2 separate regions of the Gossypium hirsutum genome follow, and region 1 is linked to region 2. The links are chromatin contacts, called in public Hi-C maps. All regions are on one chromosome and are shown on one strand. Each heading gives the region's core, a stretch centred on a gene start, on an enhancer-like site or on the middle of the called end of the contact. The rest is flanking DNA. Distances are from core to core; before and after follow the strand shown.

Region 1 (5,236 bases), core at 1,919-4,418, 150 kb before region 2:
ATAGTTCTACACGAGTTCCACCTGCTCCTAGAGCAGCATCCGTGGTCCGAGGTGATATCACACGGACAACACACCCATAACTTTCAAGTATTTCTCGTGCTACAGTCAGCCCAGCAACAAAGTTCCATGTCATGTTGTCTTCAATCATGTTCTCCGAAAAGAGTTCGGCACCAAATGGTGTGAGGGAATGCATCTGTGTCTGCAAATACATACATCACCAAAACATTTCATTTATGATGAGCATGAGATCTAACTCAAAAGCAAGTAAAATAACTGCAATTTCCCAGGTAACTGTAACAGGGGTGACACTAAGCATTAACAAAGAAATACATGTACTAATGGTTAAGTAGCAAAAAAGGACATACCAAAGGCATTCAATACTATCTAAAATGAACAAAAAAGCAAAAGCTATCACAGAGGAAAAGGAATCTCCAACAATACCATATAGTGCATATCTGGACCGTCGTCATCAATTACTAGTAGAGCACCACCTGCTGGTGCACTAGTAGAAACAATTTCAACCTTCCCCCCAACCTGAGTACGTAACAATGCACCCTCTATCAAATTGCTCAGGGCTTGGCGCAAAGCAGGTTCTTCTATAGCCACTTGCAAAGGCTGCGAAAGTTCACTTAATTCCACCATGCGTTGCTGCTTATGTGCAAGAGGTCTTGCGGCATCAACTAAATCAGTGAGTACATCAGAAATATTGCAGGACTTCCTGAGAAAAGAACAAACATAATCAAACTTATAATAACGCTGCTAAAAGAAATCAACAGTAGAAATATATTGCATGTTTAATAAGAGGCGGGGCTGGATTGCATTCAATTGAAAAGTAACCAAGTGATTTATTATCAAGGCTATTTAGAGGAAAGATAAGCAGTTTAGCCTATATTCAGCTTTAGACTACAACCTAGGCTCACAGCACAAGTTCAGGCTATGTAATCTATACACTCTCCAACAATTAGCATCATAAACAATTTTCTACATGAGGTTTAACATCAAATTTGAACCGTAAAAGAGGAGTCTGCAACTGGAATTTAATTGATATGATTGAACACATAATTTGGTTTTATTTTATTTTATGAGGAGATGAACTCAAGTACCAGAAGGGAATTGCATACCTGATTCCGTGTTCTTGTAATGGAGCAAGAGCCAGAGGTGGCATTGGCATCTCTAAATCCTTGTCTGTAGTACTTAGGGATAGTAGTAAACCAGAGGTTTCTGACCTATTGCCAGACCTATCCCTGGAGAAATCATCTGATAATTGAGATCTTAGTGACTCAGGGTGCGAATGAGTTGAATTACGCATCTTTTTCAAAGATCCTTCATTGTAGCGCATTATATTAGCCTAAAAACAAGTCAGATAGGAAAATCAGATATGGGCGTGAAGATGACTAGAAAAGGGAAACTTTTAATACCAAGAATGAAACTAGCTGGGAACAGAAAGACATAACAGAGAGCTATTGTATCACATCAACCAAAAGAAAGAAAGACATTCTGAATCGTCAAAAGAAGAAAAATGAAAAGGAGAAGAAGCAGCAACAGTCTTAATGTGTGTATCTCTACATGCTTTGAGAGGAAAATGACCTTTGTCAAGTAAACAGCATCTTGTAGCTCTTGAAGGGTGCCGCTGATACAGTCACCTTGCACCAATATGTCTTCAACAATGTCGTGAGAAATCTACAAGAGTATGCTTTCCTTAATTAAATATGTAATAGTCGAAAGAATTGCAGAATGAAACACTTAAAACCGAAAAGTAGGATCAACATTTTTTCAGATGGTTCAAGAACTAACCTCATGTTCTTTGACATGAGTGGATAGCATTTTACTTAACGTCCTAATGCTGGAAAGAGGACCGCGAATCTGTAAGAAAATTTTGAAATTTAAAGGAAAAACCATAATAACTTGAACAATAAAAAAAAAGGAAGAAGGAAATGTATGTACAGCAGGCAACACATTATACCTGCTCAACCAGAGCACCCATTCTGACATTGTTTTGCCATGTCGATTGCTGTAGTAAAATAGCTTTCTACGGAAGAAATACGGTTAATATAAAAGCTGCATTGACTCATGACACACAAGTAAAATCACATTAAGTTCCTACATACATACAACATAACATGGCAAAGCTAAATCCTTTTTTCGCTTGATAATGGCAATGGAGCATTTGTATAAATTATTGGTAGTATAAAGATAAGAAGAAATAAGACGTGAGTGACTAACCTGATCCATAACATAAGCCACTGCTAAAGTTCGAGATATATTGATGGCATTGGATCTCTCGTCAACAGTAAAGATGTCATTTTGCCTCATGGCTTCATTCTCAAGAGACTGAATTTCCCACGATTTTTTCAAACCCAGTCCTGGAGAAGGAGAAGACAACGCGTAAGCCTCCTCAGGAGTCGGAAAACGAACCATGTCCCCACTTTCACTCCCCTGCGGCACCTTCTCCATCCCCGGGAGCTCCGCCACCAAGAAGCCCACCACGAACGGCTGCTTCACCATAGGAAATACCACCGCTCTATGCTCCCCCACAACCTCCATTTGTTGACTTGAAAGCGCCGCTTCAGCGGCACGCAGTCCTGCGGGGACAGTGAAGTTTCCAACTAAAAACAAAATGTCGGCGGCTTCGACTCCCGGATACGAGGTAACTCGACGTAACTCCAGCTGGTCCATGACGTAACTACCGGCCGGCCTGACATAAACGGAGAGAACAGCGTCGGGGTCAACGATACGGCGAAAGAGGTCGAGTTGTTCGAGGCAGAGGCGCTGGAAGTCGGGGGTAGGCATGATTAATTTGTGGTTGCGGTGGTCGTTTTTCTCGATTCTTTGAGTGAAGTCGACGGGGGAGGTGGAGGCTTTACGGATGGCAGCGGAGATGGCAGAGGCGGAGGAGACCATGGCGGGTTGGGCTTGGGGGGATTCATCGTCGTCGGAGAGGGTGGGGGCGGAGACGTGGTGGAGGGAGGTGGAGTTGAGGTTGAGGTGTTTGAGAGGGGGCTTGGGAAGAGAGGAAGAGGAGAGGTGGTAGAGGGGGGCACGTGGAAGGGTTTGGTTGGTGGAGGAGTTAGGCGGGGAAAGAGGGAGTTGGGATGTTATTGCAGAGAGAAGCATTGGTGGAACCACCGAGGCTGCCATAAGTGTGGACTGGACTGGATGGATAACAACAAAAACAAAAATTAAATCAAATGATAATGGGGTTTCAATGCTGATATTTACTAAACGACTACGTTTTAGCTGCTTTTTTGTTTTTTAATATGCTTAGCATTCATTACGAAATTCCAGGCTTTTTTTATTATAAAAAAATTAAAAATTAATTAATTACATAAATAGTATGCAACAACAATTAATTATGATATGAAATCTAACGTATTTATCCGTGTCGCCTGATAAATTGATGATACTATCCTCATTTTTCAATTTTTTTAAAAATACTTGTATTTTCGAATGTGCATTGAAGAAAAATAATACAAAAAAAAAATTATGGGTGCCACCTAAGAGTCCAATAGCACTACTTTAACTTTACCAGACAAACCAGATGCAATTTTTAGTGTTAACAGATTTATCACAAGCAATTAGGATTATCCATAATCATTTTATTGGAAATCCTGATGATTTGTTAACTCTAAAAAGAAGAGAATTTTTCAAAAGAAGAGAATTTTTCAAAAGAAGATGTTGTTCCTACAAGAAAAAAAGATTTGTGAAGGCATTTTTATGCAATGACAAAGCTTTTTTGTGCTCTTGGATTAGATCCTAGTCTAAAGCAAGCAGTTGTTGCATCCATTCCGGATCCGCTTCAAGTAGCAATAAATCAAAATCTTTACTGGCAGAACAAGAATATTCTTTATCTTACCATGGGAGAGATCCAGCAGGAAACATATATTGCCCTAGAAGACTTATGTAACAGAAGAAAAGTCTTCAAAGACTATCTCCATGGTGACAGAAGATTAGATAAAGCCTGCAATGAATCACATCTTAAAATCAAGTGTGGTAAGGACAACTCGTGTTATTGTCCTACCAAGAAGAAAAAACATTTCAAGAGGATAAAGAGATTTTTTCCAAAGATGTCCAGAAAAGGAAGATACAAATAGAGATATCTCAAGAAGAAGAAAAGGTTCCCTAGAGGAGCTAAATCTACCCGTTGCTACATTTGCAACCAAAAGGGTCATTTTGCAAAGTCATGGCCAAACAACAAACATGGGACAAAGATGATCCAGCAAATACAACAAAAATCTGGAATCAAGATTGATGAGGAAGATGATCTTGAATCAATATTTTCTATTGATGATGAGCCTAATGAGAAATCATTATGTGCAATCTAGAGTATTGATTACAGTGAATCTAAAACTTCATCAAGTGAGATATTCATGATGCAGTCCCAGATCCTATCAAACTCTCAAATTCTTTCAACCTCTCCAGTTTCGATACCACATATTCCAGTTTCAATCTACTTAAGTAAATACAGTAAACCTATTACTATAATTGCTTTTATTGATACTGGAGTAGCAGAAACAATCATGAATCTAGAAGTTTTACCAGCAGAATGATGGGAACCTCATACCCGATACTTTAACTCAGCAGCAAACAAAGTTTTTGCAACACACTGGATAAGTAAGCCTATCAAAATTCAGTTTTTCCCCAGATGTTCCGTTACTACTACAGTTTTTGGGTCAAAACTTCCTGGTAAAGATCTTATTGTTGGCTTTGATATTTATACAAAAGCTAAACAATTAAGAATTCTACCAGAAAGACTAAGGTATAAACAAATGTTTAAACCCTATGTCTAGATCCCTAAATTGTTTACAGTTTATTCGGAGAAAATCCAGGAAGTTGTGGAAGAACTAAAAGAAAAATCATGTGCGAAGTCCTAGTTAGAGTTCTTACAAAAATGCAGAACCCTTTGTGGAAAAATTTTGAATTTTTCATCAAACTCTCTTTTAAGAAGAATGAAGATATTAACCCTACCAAAGCTAGTCATATGGAAATGAACCCAGAACATTTAAAGCTAGCTGAAGAAGAATGCCAGCAGTTACAGAAGGAAGGATTGATTGAAGCCTCCATGTCAACAAAAAGTCAGAACAAGCCAGAGGAAAATTAAGGCTGGTAATCAACTACCAGCCTCTTAATCATTTTCTACAAGGCAGCAAGTTCCTTTTGCCCAACAGAAACTCTATATTTTCAAGCCTCGCGAAAGCCCAAGTTTTTTTCTAAGTTTGATCTAAAAGCAAGATTTTGG
Region 2 (5,150 bases), core at 2,622-5,121:
CACGGCGATTTGGGCTCAAAACACAAGTTATTTCTTTCCTTCTCTTATTTATTTTAGTAAAATAAAAATATAAACAAAAAAAAACAGTAAACGAAAGTAAGCAAAAAAATGTAGACCTTTGGATCGATTTTCTGCTTTTTCGGTATTTGATTTCTTTGTTTTTGGTTGTGAAAGTAATTGTTTTCTTTAATTGATTTCGAATTCCGATCCTCGTTACAGTACATTCAGTGGCTTTATATAGCTGAAATAAGAATAACAAATCAAGAAGTGTATCTTTTTGATCCTATTTGATGTGCAAATCTTTGATTTCTTTCCTTTTTGCTGTTTGTTTCTTGCAGGTGAGGATCGCGCGAGGCTCTAGGCTGCGGCGCTGTTGAAACCCTAGGGTTTCTGAGTGTCATCTGGGGGTTAATTTTTTTGGCCTCTGTTTGGTTTGGATTTGGGCCCTATAGGCCCGTTGTAGTTTGGGCTTTTTAGACCCGAGCCAAAATAGGGTGTTACATTGCATTTGGGTTTAAAAATATTTTTAACTTCAAATTTTGTATATTTAGCCTTATTTATAGTTCTAAATGTACTTTTGGGGCTTAAAAGTACTTTTCAAAAGTAATGCTAAATAAAGTGTTAACCAAATTGAAATTTGATTATAAACCTTTGCTTGTTGTGTTGGTAACATAATCAAACCTTAAACGGACAAACAATTCCGTCCTTTTGTAGTTAGGGCACTCAACTCTCTCTATATATATTATTGAAATTAGGCTATCCATCATTAACTACGGTGACTAATTCCCTAAGTAAAAATAAAAATAAAAATAATACACTTTAATATGGGATTAAGTATTTATACTTTTAATAGAAAAATACATTTAAAAAAAGTGGAACATTATTTGGTAAAATATAAGCTATAAAGTTTCATGCGATTAGGTAATTAATTTTTAAAAGGTAGTCGATATTTAATTTAGTAAAAATAATTAAGGAAATTTTTACTTTAATAATTAAGTTGATCATTTAATGCCATAAAGAAATAAACAAAAAAAAAACCTAATTAAATTTTAATTTAAAGATAAAATTATACCAAGTTTATCATTTTATAATCCATAATCAAACTAAAGAGATCCCAACTTAAGAATGACATAGAACTTGCTTAATCCATTAAAAAACGAACAAAAATAGACAACTAAAAATCTAAAAAGACTTGCGTTCCCCTTCCTAGCTTAATTCCTATAGCAAGCCATGTTTAATGGTGTTGGAGGGTCTGAAAGTGAACCATCAACAATACGTTCAAATATGTACTTATTAGCAGCTTCAGTGAAATGAACCCCGTCCCAGTTTACGTAAGTCCAAGGATCTTTGCAAGGAGCTCCCACCAACACTTCTTTCCCATGTTTGTTAACCTTTGCTCCACACCCCAAGTTCTTGTTATAATTGTACTTCCCACCATGGCCACAGCATGTTCTAAGAGGGTGCTTGAACCCTGCAATTTTTTTCATATCAATCCAATCCAATTGTCAAATCCAGAACCTTCTATGAATACTTCAACCCTGTATTTGTCATGAAGTTTTTAGTTGTTTCATAATGGGACTCACTCACCATGCTTTCTTCCTTGGCTAATTAGGGAGTATTTCACTGAGTAGACATCAACGTAAGTGATTGCAGCATGGGGCAAATTTTTGCGTAACTGTTCCACAATCTTTTTCAATCCACGGTTGAAAAACTGAGCAACTTCATTGAACGGAGAGGCGCATCCATAGTCATCAATTTGACCTGCTAAGACCGGGATACGCTCCATTACATATGGTAAACACCCAACAGGACCTGTATTGTGTATCCAAAAGTATCTCCCTCCTTGGTTATATATATACTGCACAATTTCAGGTTTCAAAGTAATAATCAATGCTAAGTTATATTCAAACATTTGATTCAACGATTAATGATTAATCGAATATTAGGTTAGCTTTACTGGCCTGAATTATAGTCTGGAACTGATTAAGCACATCGGGAACATAGGTTTTAACGTCATCAGTAGACATGTTTGAGAAATAACCCGCAGTGAGATCATTTTGGCCGATGTCAAAGGTGTATAAGGCATTTGAGAAGTGTTCTTTCTTTGGCATTAAGATTTCAAAAACTCCACCTGCACAACAGGAGAAATTGGGTGTGTGTTTTCTTGGCAGAAATTGAGAAATAAGGTAAATGGAATGTAGTAATTAAAAGATTACCTCTTTTACGTACAACTTGTGTCCTTGCATGGAAATCATTGAACTCGTAAAATTGAACGTTCAAAGAGATAGGGCTGAACCCGCTTTGTTGCAGAGTTGTGTTTTGAGGTCTAATGGTGGATCCAGCAGTGGCAAAGTTAGCTCCATGGCTAAAGTTAGTCCCCACAGAGTCAAGAAATGCACTTAGATATGGCAACCCAAGGCTCTCGGCTGAAAAAGTAAATAAGATCAAAACCCCTTTAGCCTTTGAGATTCTTTAGGTGTTTTCTTGGTTTGATATTTTTAAGTTTTATCTGTTATCAATCATAATCAAAGAGAAAAAGGCAATTTTCTTCACGCATTACAATAATTGAAATCGAAACAAGACAACAAAGGCCCATGCTCCCAAACACACTTCTTTTTATCTGCTTGTATTTGATAAGATCCAATTTGCGCGTGCTACACCTTTTTATGGAGATCGGAGTCTGAAAAATGGGACCAGGGAAGGACATCTTAGACAGGGACATCAATGGCTGTTTTAGATGGTCTGTTTTTTCTCATGCCAGTAAAACTAGCATCGGTGGATGCCAATAATTTTATGATGAACTATATACTAATAGAACCATTGTCATACTCAATTGCATCATTAATATTCCCGGATTGGATCTGTGGATATCAATTTTTTTTTTGGTAAATAAAGAAAATAATTATAACTAGCCATGATTAAATTAGTAATAGTCACCAATGCTTTCTTGTAAGAGACTCCGAACAATCTGATTAAGAGAATTCTCATAAATTTTCAGATGAATAGAATCATTTTTTTTTAACTTTACCAAAGAATCTGTAATCACTGATCGTGGGTATCAATTTGAAAATCATTAGAAAAAGATTTTTCGTAACAAACATCAGTAATTAATTCCTCTCAAGAAAGGACAATTATGAGGAATAATCACAGATAATGCTGACTAATATGACCGATGAATGATAAAGTAAATTATATGCAGCTAAAACAATCTTTGATATCGTGGTTTCATGATTTAATCCAAACATATTGAAAAATGACCCCAAAAAACTTAAAACAAGTTCAGGGTAATATCATACAAACTTCAACGTTTAGACTGCAGTCATGCAATTTCTGATAGATTTTGACATTTTTGTGTTACGGGGAAAGTATCAGACTTTAGTAAGGTGGGGGTGTAAAAAGAGTACCTATGAAGTCGATCAAAAGGCGACCATCGGTGTAGCGGCCAGCGGGGGCGCCAAAGTAAGAGAACCCATTGGGAGGAGGAGCTTGGCCAAATGCTGCTGACAAGCCTCCAGTGTCGGAGTTTGAGTCACCAAAGTTGAATATTGCAGGGAATCGACATGGCTTTCTAGCGAGCACCAACGACACTGATGCAAGGTTCGTAAAGGAGATAGCAAAGATCGTGATAACAAAAATGGAAGATAGACCAAAGGCCATGGAGTAGGGAGAAAGTAAGAGTTATCCAAAACTGCTGTAAGGGAGAGTTTAAGTATGCAACTGAGGAGAAACTCAGTGAAGAGTTGATGCCTACTTATAAAAGTTTAACAGCTTGGGATCAACTATGATTTTGTTACATTTGTTACGATTTTCCTTCACCAAATATTTTACTGATTTCATAATCTCTTAAAATTTGACTTACATGTATAATTTTTTTATACAGACTTACAGGGATAACTAATCTTTAAATTATATAACCTTTTCCAATTTTTCATTTACACTAGTAATTTTTTTTATCAACATAGTACGAATTAACATTGTATTCTTTAAACATAATTTATAGCTTAAATATTACTTTTAATAAAAAATATAAAAATACCCGGATCAAAAACAAGAATACTCCACTATGAATGTTATATAAATCAAGTCTTTCCATTATTGAAAATATTAATTTAGCCATAAATGACACATAAAATTTTATGTGACATGATTTAAAATAAAAATTTTAAAGAAAAATAAATGTTACTACATAATTTTTAAAATTAAAAATTAAAAAAAAATTAAAGGAAAAAAAGAATGAATGATAACTTTTGAAAATCTCAAAATTAAGATTTTTACTTATTTATTTCTACAATATTAATTTTTCCTTATATTTTATTTTTAAAAGTTTTAATAAAAGAAATACATGTTTGAAAATAAAAATAGAATGTTTTAAAGGTTAAAATGAATTTAGAATAAAATTCATAATTTAAAGATATTTAAGTAACTTTTTCCGCCATACATTAATTTGCCTTATCTGATGGCAATAAATTTAGCAGTAATTTTATTGAAGGCATTCATGATAAACAGTTCTTAAAAGGGAAATAATGGTTGAAACAATACAAGAAAAACTGTCTTTAAGCTAAGGTTGATGATTTATGGGTTTCTCCTCATCGATATGTTAAATATGAACACCGGACCAAAGGTTGTGAATCAGGGCCGAAACTCGGGCGCTGATATGCCCGGAAAATTTTTCATTTAAATTTTTTAAATTTTAAATTAATAAAGATAAAATCATATTTTGGTCCTTTTTAAAAATATAAAAAATTAATTTAATCTTTTAAAAATTATAAAGATATAAAATATTAAAATAATAAATTATATTTTTATCATTGTAAAAATTAAAATTTAATTTCGACCTTTATAAAACAAAAATTCTAATTTCATCCCTGATTGTGAATATTATATATAAATATGATAAATATAATCTGTAATGTCTACTTATTTGATGGTACACATTACTTTCAACTTTTAGTTTAATCAAACTAATTTTTTTAATGAAAAATGATTAAACAATTACAATTTTAATAATATTGATGTGATAACATGCATAGTAATTTTTTTTATGAATTTAAATATTTTTATTTTATTTTTTGGTGATAAGTTATGACATCAATTCTGTTAAAACTTTAACAATCTAAGAGAAAGCAATTTGGAAAGAAACCAAAAATTAA

What was found. Hi-C and Micro-C count contacts between places; a contact is called where the count stands out from the background.
Region 1: a contact with region 2 is called in a Hi-C map of hypocotyl, with 1.8 times the contacts expected there. The contact joins the promoter of LOC107909711 here to the promoter of LOC107909716 in region 2. A contact is called at or near these places in 5 of 34 Hi-C or Micro-C datasets (callus, cotyledon, hypocotyl and 2 more).

What each region holds. Positions count from the first base shown.
Region 1 is chrD02:59,818,411-59,823,646 of Gossypium_hirsutum_v2.1, reverse strand. It overlaps LOC107909711 (chloroplast sensor kinase, chloroplastic), which reads right to left and starts at 3,168. Exons shown (of 7, transcript XM_016837342.2): 1 at 2,224-3,168; 2 at 1,964-2,029; 3 at 1,795-1,863; 4 at 1,588-1,680; 5 at 1,122-1,348; 6 at 442-718; 7 at 1-199. The coding sequence starts at 3,138.
Region 2 is chrD02:59,664,919-59,670,068 of Gossypium_hirsutum_v2.1, reverse strand. It overlaps LOC107909716 (alpha-L-fucosidase 3), which reads right to left and starts at 3,871. Exons shown (of 5, transcript XM_016837348.2): 1 at 3,405-3,871; 2 at 2,217-2,426; 3 at 1,962-2,131; 4 at 1,588-1,858; 5 at 1,067-1,471. The coding sequence starts at 3,657. The coding sequence ends at 1,212.